2 separate regions of the Zea mays genome follow, and region 2 is linked to region 1. A link is a contact called in public Hi-C data. All regions are on one chromosome and are shown on one strand. The core of a region is the stretch at or near the end of the contact, and the rest is flanking DNA. Distances in the headings are between cores, read along the strand shown. Region 1 has its middle 21 kb from the start of LOC109943666. Region 2 has its middle 43 kb from the start of LOC103637762.

Region 1 (3,882 bases), core at 409-2,908:
CCCTAGAATCAAATTTCAGGTTATTGTTTACAAAATTTGTCTGATGCACACCAGACATCCCTGTTCACTGCCACGTCAGTAGATCGTTGGACCATCTCATCTGACCAAGCGATACACATACACCGCAGATCTAATGCCCCCTGCTACTGAACTCCAGTTTACAACCTCTCTATGTGTCGAATCTGGTGAGTGGTTTAGTGGCACACTAGTCTGGTCTGATGTGCCAAGTCCTCAAAGCCACAAAAACATGCTCTTTGTGTGCTGAGTCCGGTGTCTGGTCTTGTGCACTCAGAGCAGCTAGACCTAGTCCATTTTGGGGAAACTTTTCTTGGCTTCATTTGGTTATAGTCTTGAACACTTCTATTACATAGACCAACATATCATTAGTCCATTCAATAATTCTAAGTAATAGGTCTTCATCATTTTTATCTTCTAGGTCCCTTTGCTCATTTTTGCTTCAATTGACGCCTAGAACTTCAAATCTTAAATCTGATCTCTCTATCGTTCTAACAAGATCCAATATGAAGCTTGGTCTATTAGGAATTATTAAAATAGTAAAATAGCCCTTTGTCCACTTCTTGCTCAATGTAATCTTTTTTCTCTATCTCTGAGTTGTATCTCTTTATTTGATCTTCTACAATATTTCTTATGCTCCTGTGATCAAGCACTTAGCAAGCCACTTACTCCAAAAGGTTGTGATGATCATCAAACTCCAAAACCAATATATAAATGGCTTAAAGCCCATAAATTCAATAAATTAGGGTCTAAATCTTTTTAGCGACCAATAGTCAGCTGACAAGTTGTCTCTATAGCAACCCACCATAAGTTGTTACATTTATAGATTTTTAGCGACCAACGAATCGTTGCTAGAAACGTATTTAGCGACCAACCAATAGTCTTCAACTTTTAGCGACCAACAGTTGTGCTAAATAAGGGTTGTTAAAACTCAACAGTGGTGTACTGTATGTAAGCAACCAGCCGAATAGATCCATATGTTGCAACTCTAATGGTCTTGATGTAGTTCACTTCTTGCTCAATATGTTCTTTTTCTCTATCTTTGAGCTCTATCACTACATTTCATCTTCTACTATTGTAACACCGTAAAATCGTATTTTTGGGATCTTGAGAAATTTTTTTCTCAAGAACTAAATAAAAGTGTTTTCTAAGAAAAGATGGGAGAAAATAATCATCGTAAAACTAGAAGTACTCTTTGAATACATAATATAGATAAAATACATGTAAAGAAATGTATACAACATGAAGTAATTCTCTCTATTGAACCTTACTTTTCACAAAAATATAATGAATATTTTTGTTCTTCTGAATTAAACTTTTTAGCTTTGATCACACATTCAAAATTATTTGTGTATTGCATATTTGAAACCAATACCTAAATAAATAAATTGATGAATTTCATACTGGTGTTTTTGTTTGTGCATTAAAACCTAAATTTAAATCTCAAATGCAGATTTGAATTCAATTTTGAAATTGGATAGAAAATAGAAAAAATATAAAAGAGAAAATAAGAAAAAAAAAAGAAAACTCAACATAGCTAGGCCTGCTACTCCATTTTGGCCCAGCTAAGCCGCATATTACCGCGCGCTCGGTGGTGCCCAGCGCTGTCAAGCTGGCCCGCACGCCAGTCTTTGCCTGCGTGCGCGTTTGCTCCCGGGCACTGGATGACAGGTGGGGCCTCTGGGTCGACATCTTCTTCCCCGTCTCCTCAGTTCGCGGCCGCCGTTGTCGGGTCGTTGAAGATCTCCTGGGATCCTCGCTATCGCCAGTTAAACAACCCTCCCCACCCAAATCTGGTGTATATAACTCGAGCACCGCACGCCCTCATCCCATCGACTCGGCCCTCGACCACAGCGTGTGATCGAATCACAGAGGGCGGTAGAGCGTCACCGCGCCTGTGATCCAGCTCCATCGTCCTTGGGTCTCGGGGGAGGATTGGTCGGGGGTATTCGTCGTGTGGCGGGCCGTGTGCGAGGTATTCGGGGGGAGAATCGGGAGTTGCTCAGACTGAATTACTCGTCGGAGCAATTGAAACTCCACGGATCCGCCTCACGCCCCGAGCAGGGTGTTCACCGTTTCTGATTTCGGTAAGAAACCCACCTGAACCGTTCGCCTTCACCTCTACATCACATAGCACCGCTTGCCATAGGATTTGGCGCACTGGGTCGCTGCATCGCCTCTCTCCGGCGAGAGTGCCGCTGCGTGAGCTCTACTCCACCGCGCTTTTTCATCGGAGAGGGAGAACACTTTTGGCCGTTGATCGACTACTGCATGGTCTAGATTAGATCCACAATGTACCGGTTCAGTGGGAAATCTTAGCACTTGGATCGAGATTGTGCGCACCGGATTAGATCGTGGCGCTTTAAACCCTAGACCATTGGATCATGATCCAGCGGCATCCAGTGAGTACCGGTTCGGATTTTGATCTCGGCCATATGATCCAAATTATACGCGTAAGATTTGATCTCAGTGTTTAAAATCTGGGCCACTGATCTCAGGATCACCGGTTCTCAGCACATACTGGTTCGATTAAATAGCGATCTAATCGGTGCCATCTCATTGGTCGGTACCCCTTCACTGTTTATACTTTGCAAGGGAGACCCTGGTTTTAATTGAAATCAAGCCGCCATCCACACTGGGGCTGGGGTTAGTGCACATGGGTCCTAAAAATTGCACAGGACACCCTAGAAGTATTCAAAATATTGTCCGTAGCCCAGATTGATCAGGGTATTCAAAACAACTAAATAATATGAATATAGGTATAAAAATAAATCTACTAATATTGTAAAATACATATCTTCTTTGTTATAGCTCCGAATTAATTCATTCCAGATGCATTAGACTCATATTAATATTGTTTATCATCTAGTAACTTTATTTTGCTATGAAACCTAGGCTAAAAAAATTATGCACTTAGTTTCTTGTATATCCAACACTTAAATATTTAGAAAATCATAACTCTTTAACCGTAAACCCGATTTTAGTAGTTCTCGAACCCACGATCTCGTAACGACCCGTAGATCATTATTATGCAGGTTGTTCTTATGTTTGGTGTGATGTTAATTTTACCTATACCATGTTTGTTTGTATTGCTACAATTAGCAGTGAGGTCACGGGAATCTGAGGATCATCCTGGTACCTGGGAAGCTCGAGTCTAAGGCAAGTTGTGCCCTTGATCACTCTTCTCTATCTAATAATGTTCTTTGGTAATCACTGTGACATGCTTAGATTAATTTGATGGGACCTAATAGGTTTCCCTAGATTTGTTTATGTCACACCCGGTTCTGGGGACAAAACTGAATGCATAGCATATGTGGGCCAGGATCCATTTTCCATACATATGTTGACGTCACAAGTGTAATATACCAAAAGACAATGCAATAAAGGCGTAAAAGGGAGTAGAGTAACTTTATTACATCATCCAGAACATTGTATCTTAATAAGTATCATAATCAAAGTACGGCGGAATTAAACATGGACACTCTTCCACAAGAAGGTGACTGGCGCATCGTTAGACTCAAAACTGATCAACGTCATCTGCGAAGTCTTCATCATCACCCTCTGATCAAAATATTAGCATGGGTGAGCTCACTTATGGTCAGGGCTCAGCAAGTGCAGGAAATAATGCAAAGTTAACAAGGTGGGCTATGGATAAGCGGTAAGCATTTTAGTTGGTCAATATTTTTTTAGCAACACCTGTCTTACTAATAAGTGTGTCCCAAATATCCCAATTAATCAAAGGCATAAGATTATATCAAAAACACTTAAGTGAAATCACTTAAGCAAACCACTAGTAGATGATCAGATCACAATTTATGTTCCATCTTTAAGTGCAATTATCATGTGAGGGTCCAGGTTGCTCGTAAC
Region 2 (3,882 bases), core at 665-3,164, 370 kb after region 1:
CGGTACCTGTTCTTGACCTAGGGGATGTGAGTACAGCAAGGGTGAGCTCACATATGTTCATCGCTCAACAAGTTGTGGGGAATAATGTGCATGAGCTCACTTACAGTGGGGGCTCATGTGAAGTGTAAGGCTTACCAAAGAGGATGGTTAAAGCTGAGCATTGCTTTTAAAGTTGGTCAAAATTTTATTAGCGGTTACTAAGTATAAGTAGATACCAACCCAATTAAATAAGAGGTCAAATTAATAATAACACCCACAATGCAATGCGTATGACAAATTAAGTTTAGTTCCATAGATTACTCATTTGAGGGTCTGAGCCGCTCATGATCGTGAGCACGACTGATATACCGGTTTTACACTTTGCAGAGGTTGCACATCTTTACCCATAAGATGTGTTTCCCGATTAGCCAGGGTTAGCTAGACCCTTAGACACTTCCAATGTAAATGGCTAGGGATCCACTGCGAGGCCTTTCCAAAGTTCCACTAGTTCGAGAAAACCCGCTACGGATCCAGGAAGAAGAAAGCATAGGAATCCCTCATCCGAAATGCCATCACAGCAGTTCAACCCGATAACCTCCCTATACTCTGTAGCGACGCCTCCCCACTTTCCTCTTTCGGGTAAGGTAATCTCTCCCTAGCTTTCCTAATTACTTGGCCAAGGGTGTCCCATTCCACCCTTGTGGTAGCACAGTTTTCCTAGGTGGTTCTCCATGTTCCAATTAACATGATGATCTTATCAAGAACATAATTTAAACAGCAACGAAATTGGAACATGATCATAATATAGCATATGTTTCCCAAAACCAGGTAAAGCAATAGCATATCTACCCAATAGTTCATATGTTTGCAAGGTGTGGGATAAACAATACTAGGGAAACCTATTAGGTCCCATCAATTTACCTAGAGCATGTCACAGTGATTGACAGGAACATTATTAGGTAAAGAAAAGTGATTAAGGGCACAAGTTGCCTTAGACTCGATATTCCCAGGTACTTCACCAATTTGGTCTTCGGGTTACTCGTGACCTCACTGCTACTCGTGGCAATACATACATACAAACAAGGAGTATATAAAATAACATTACACCAAACATAAGAACAATTTGCATAGGAATCTTCTATGCACCGCTACGAGATCGTAGGTTCAAGAACCACTAAAATCAGAGTTACGGTTTAAAAGATATGGCTTTTCAAAGTTTTAGGTGGTTAACCAATAAAACTATATGTTGATTAAAATAAATCATGTAAGAAAAGATATAACTAACTCAATGTTTAATCTAAGTTACAATATAATCATATTCTAGTAAATGATCCAAATTACAATCCTATATTGACTCCGATTAAACATGTTCATTCAAAAAACATAGGTTGAATAAATTAGTTATTTATTTTTGAGAACATCTTACAGAATAAAATAATGTTAATAAGATGTAGGTAATATTAATATGAGACTAACACAACTTGAACAGGACTAATTGGAGTTAAAGCGAATTAGTTATGAATTTTACAAGTTTCAAGGTTTATATTTATACTAAAAATCAATTTCAAATCTATTTAATAAAGTATCTGGACTGTGTCCACTAATACCTGAGAACTCAGGGGCTATAGCGTATAAATCTGGACCTTCCTAAAACGATCTTTGCATAGATAGGGATGGCAGGTTTATTTGACAAAAGCCAAGGAGTCTCTTATGCAAAGTGTCGGCCGAAGGGGTATGGGTCACTATGATCCGTCTGATCCTTCACCTACGACCTTGATTAGATTACCACTTAAAACAAAACTGTAAGCAATAACAATCATAGGATGACAGATTAGTGGTCCAAAATTTGTCCACGACACACGCTGGTCCCAGCCCTCGGATCTTGGATCAATGGCGTGGATCAAGATCCAACCGGTATTCACCTGATCTAATCTCGTCCGCTCTTTTGCAATCCAACGGCCTCAGACCACCCTCCACCCCATGACACGGGGGCGTGGTGGCGCCTAGAGTCAGCGGCGACGCTCGTGGCTGGAGAAGATGATGTTGTGCCAAGAGCCTCAAATCCCAATCTGAATGGTGCTATGCGTAGAAGAGACCAAAACGGACTAGTTAGGAGTGTTCTTAGCAAGGTGGGCGACACAGGGATGTGTGGCTTTGTCCATGCGTGGCAGCATGGCGGACACCGACGTCGGTGAGAAATTCACACCTCCCAGACCACCAATGGTGCCCAGAGAAGCGACAAGCACCCCCGTGGAAACTCTGCGAAACTCCCGGACCCGATTCCATTGCTTTTATGACGATGGTGTAGAGCTCTATTTATGTGCGACCGCGGCCTAACCCTCCCTCTGCTCGACGACATCTCTCCCTCACACATTGGCATTCACGCCCGGCACTGCTGGTTGCTATGGATGGGTGGCCAGGGGAGGTGACCTTATAGCGCAGAGACGCGGGGAGAGCCCGCGCGGTTGGTCAATCGGCGAGATCTCCGCACGCGGCCACGACGAGGTTGTTACGAATGGCTCAGAGGGGAGCTATCCCGGGGCCCCACCAGTCGGTGCCTAGCATGCGCAGTAGAGACATTTCACCTGGGACATGCGTCAGCGCGAGGGTGTTTAACAGACGAGCTCGCCTGTCGACTCCTACGGCATCACAGGCTGAGTGTGCGCACATCGGAGCTATGGAGGGAAAGGGTTGATTGGTTCGTGGGCCGACCTTATAGGGATTTGGCCCAAATCAGTTTGGTCTTATTCTTTTCTCCTTTCTTTTATGTTTTCTTTTATATTTTAATTTCTTGATTCAAATTTTGATTTAGATTTCACACTCAACTTTAAAGCATAAGATTCCCAGCATGAGATGCATCAATATTTTATTCATCTATTTATTTATCTATTAATTCTATTTAAGGAATGCTTCCACGTAATCCATTCATGCAGACAAAATAGTGGTTTAAGAAAATGTCTTCTAGGGTATAGCATTTTTAAGAGATCCTTTAACTTATATAATTCAACAAATATATACTTGAATATAAATCATTTTATTTGATTTTTTATTTTAGGGAAATGTAGCTTTCACAAAGGAAAACCCTTATTAGAACATATTCCAATTCAAACTCTTCGAAGAATTTTACCAAATTCCACCAATAAAATTTTGAGGTGTTACATTCCTAATGCCTCTAGTCCATTGAACCTCTACTGTGACAACAATGGGGCTATTGCGCAACCTAAGGAGCCTAGGAACCACCAGAAAAGCAAACACGAACTATGGAAGTTTCACCTCATACAGGATTTGAATGTTGTGCAAGTGGGAGAGACACATGAGATGGGGTGGGGTGAGATAAAGATATGAAAAATACATTCAGATTTGAATGTTGTTGATCCTTTGACGAAACCTCTTTCACAACCTAGCTAAGCATGAGACACACATGAGATCTATGGGTATTATATATATCTTCTAGATTAACTCTAGTGCAAGTGGGAGACTGTTAGAAATATGCCCTAGAGATAATCATAGAGATGAGCTTATTTCTTTGTATCCATGATATATATTGCTTAATTGAATATCCTTGAAAGGCACCTTATAATGATTAGCAATTATGTGAATTGTTTGTGAGATTCTTTACTTGTATGATTATTCTAAATGGTGTCCCTGGTCAGAGTCGATGACTAGCACATGTATTAGTTGAGGACTACATTTTACAAGCCATGGACATGGAGATGTAAAACTAATATTGTGGGCGCATGCATGACATGAGGTTGGACCGACCCAACATGAGATATTGTAATATAGTTCTCTCTTTGCAACATGTACGCTGTGTCCTTAGACCTGAGATTGTCTCATGTTCTCAAGATGTGAATTGACCTACTTAGGGATTACCAAACACTACTCTGTAATTAGGTAGTTATA

Evidence for each region. A called contact is a pair of places that touch in the nucleus more often than the background predicts.
Region 2: a contact with region 1 is called in a Hi-C map of tassel, with 2.4 times the contacts expected there. The contact joins two enhancer-like sites. A contact is called at or near these places in 2 of 25 Hi-C or Micro-C datasets (ear and tassel).

What each region holds. Positions count from the first base shown.
Region 1 is chr1:109,924,598-109,928,479 of Zm-B73-REFERENCE-NAM-5.0, forward strand. No RefSeq gene overlaps it. Among protein-coding and RNA genes, the nearest start is that of LOC109943666, 21 kb to the left of the region's middle. Within about 2 kb of position 1,659, at least 18 of the 20 cell types and tissues checked have an H3K27ac peak or open chromatin away from gene starts, as enhancers often do. A contact at or near this core is called in ear and tassel, where this site is marked.
Region 2 is chr1:110,292,832-110,296,713 of Zm-B73-REFERENCE-NAM-5.0, forward strand. No RefSeq gene overlaps it. Among protein-coding and RNA genes, the nearest start is that of LOC103637762, 43 kb to the left of the region's middle. Within about 2 kb of position 1,915, at least 17 of the 20 cell types and tissues checked have an H3K27ac peak or open chromatin away from gene starts, as enhancers often do. A contact at or near this core is called in ear and tassel, where this site is marked.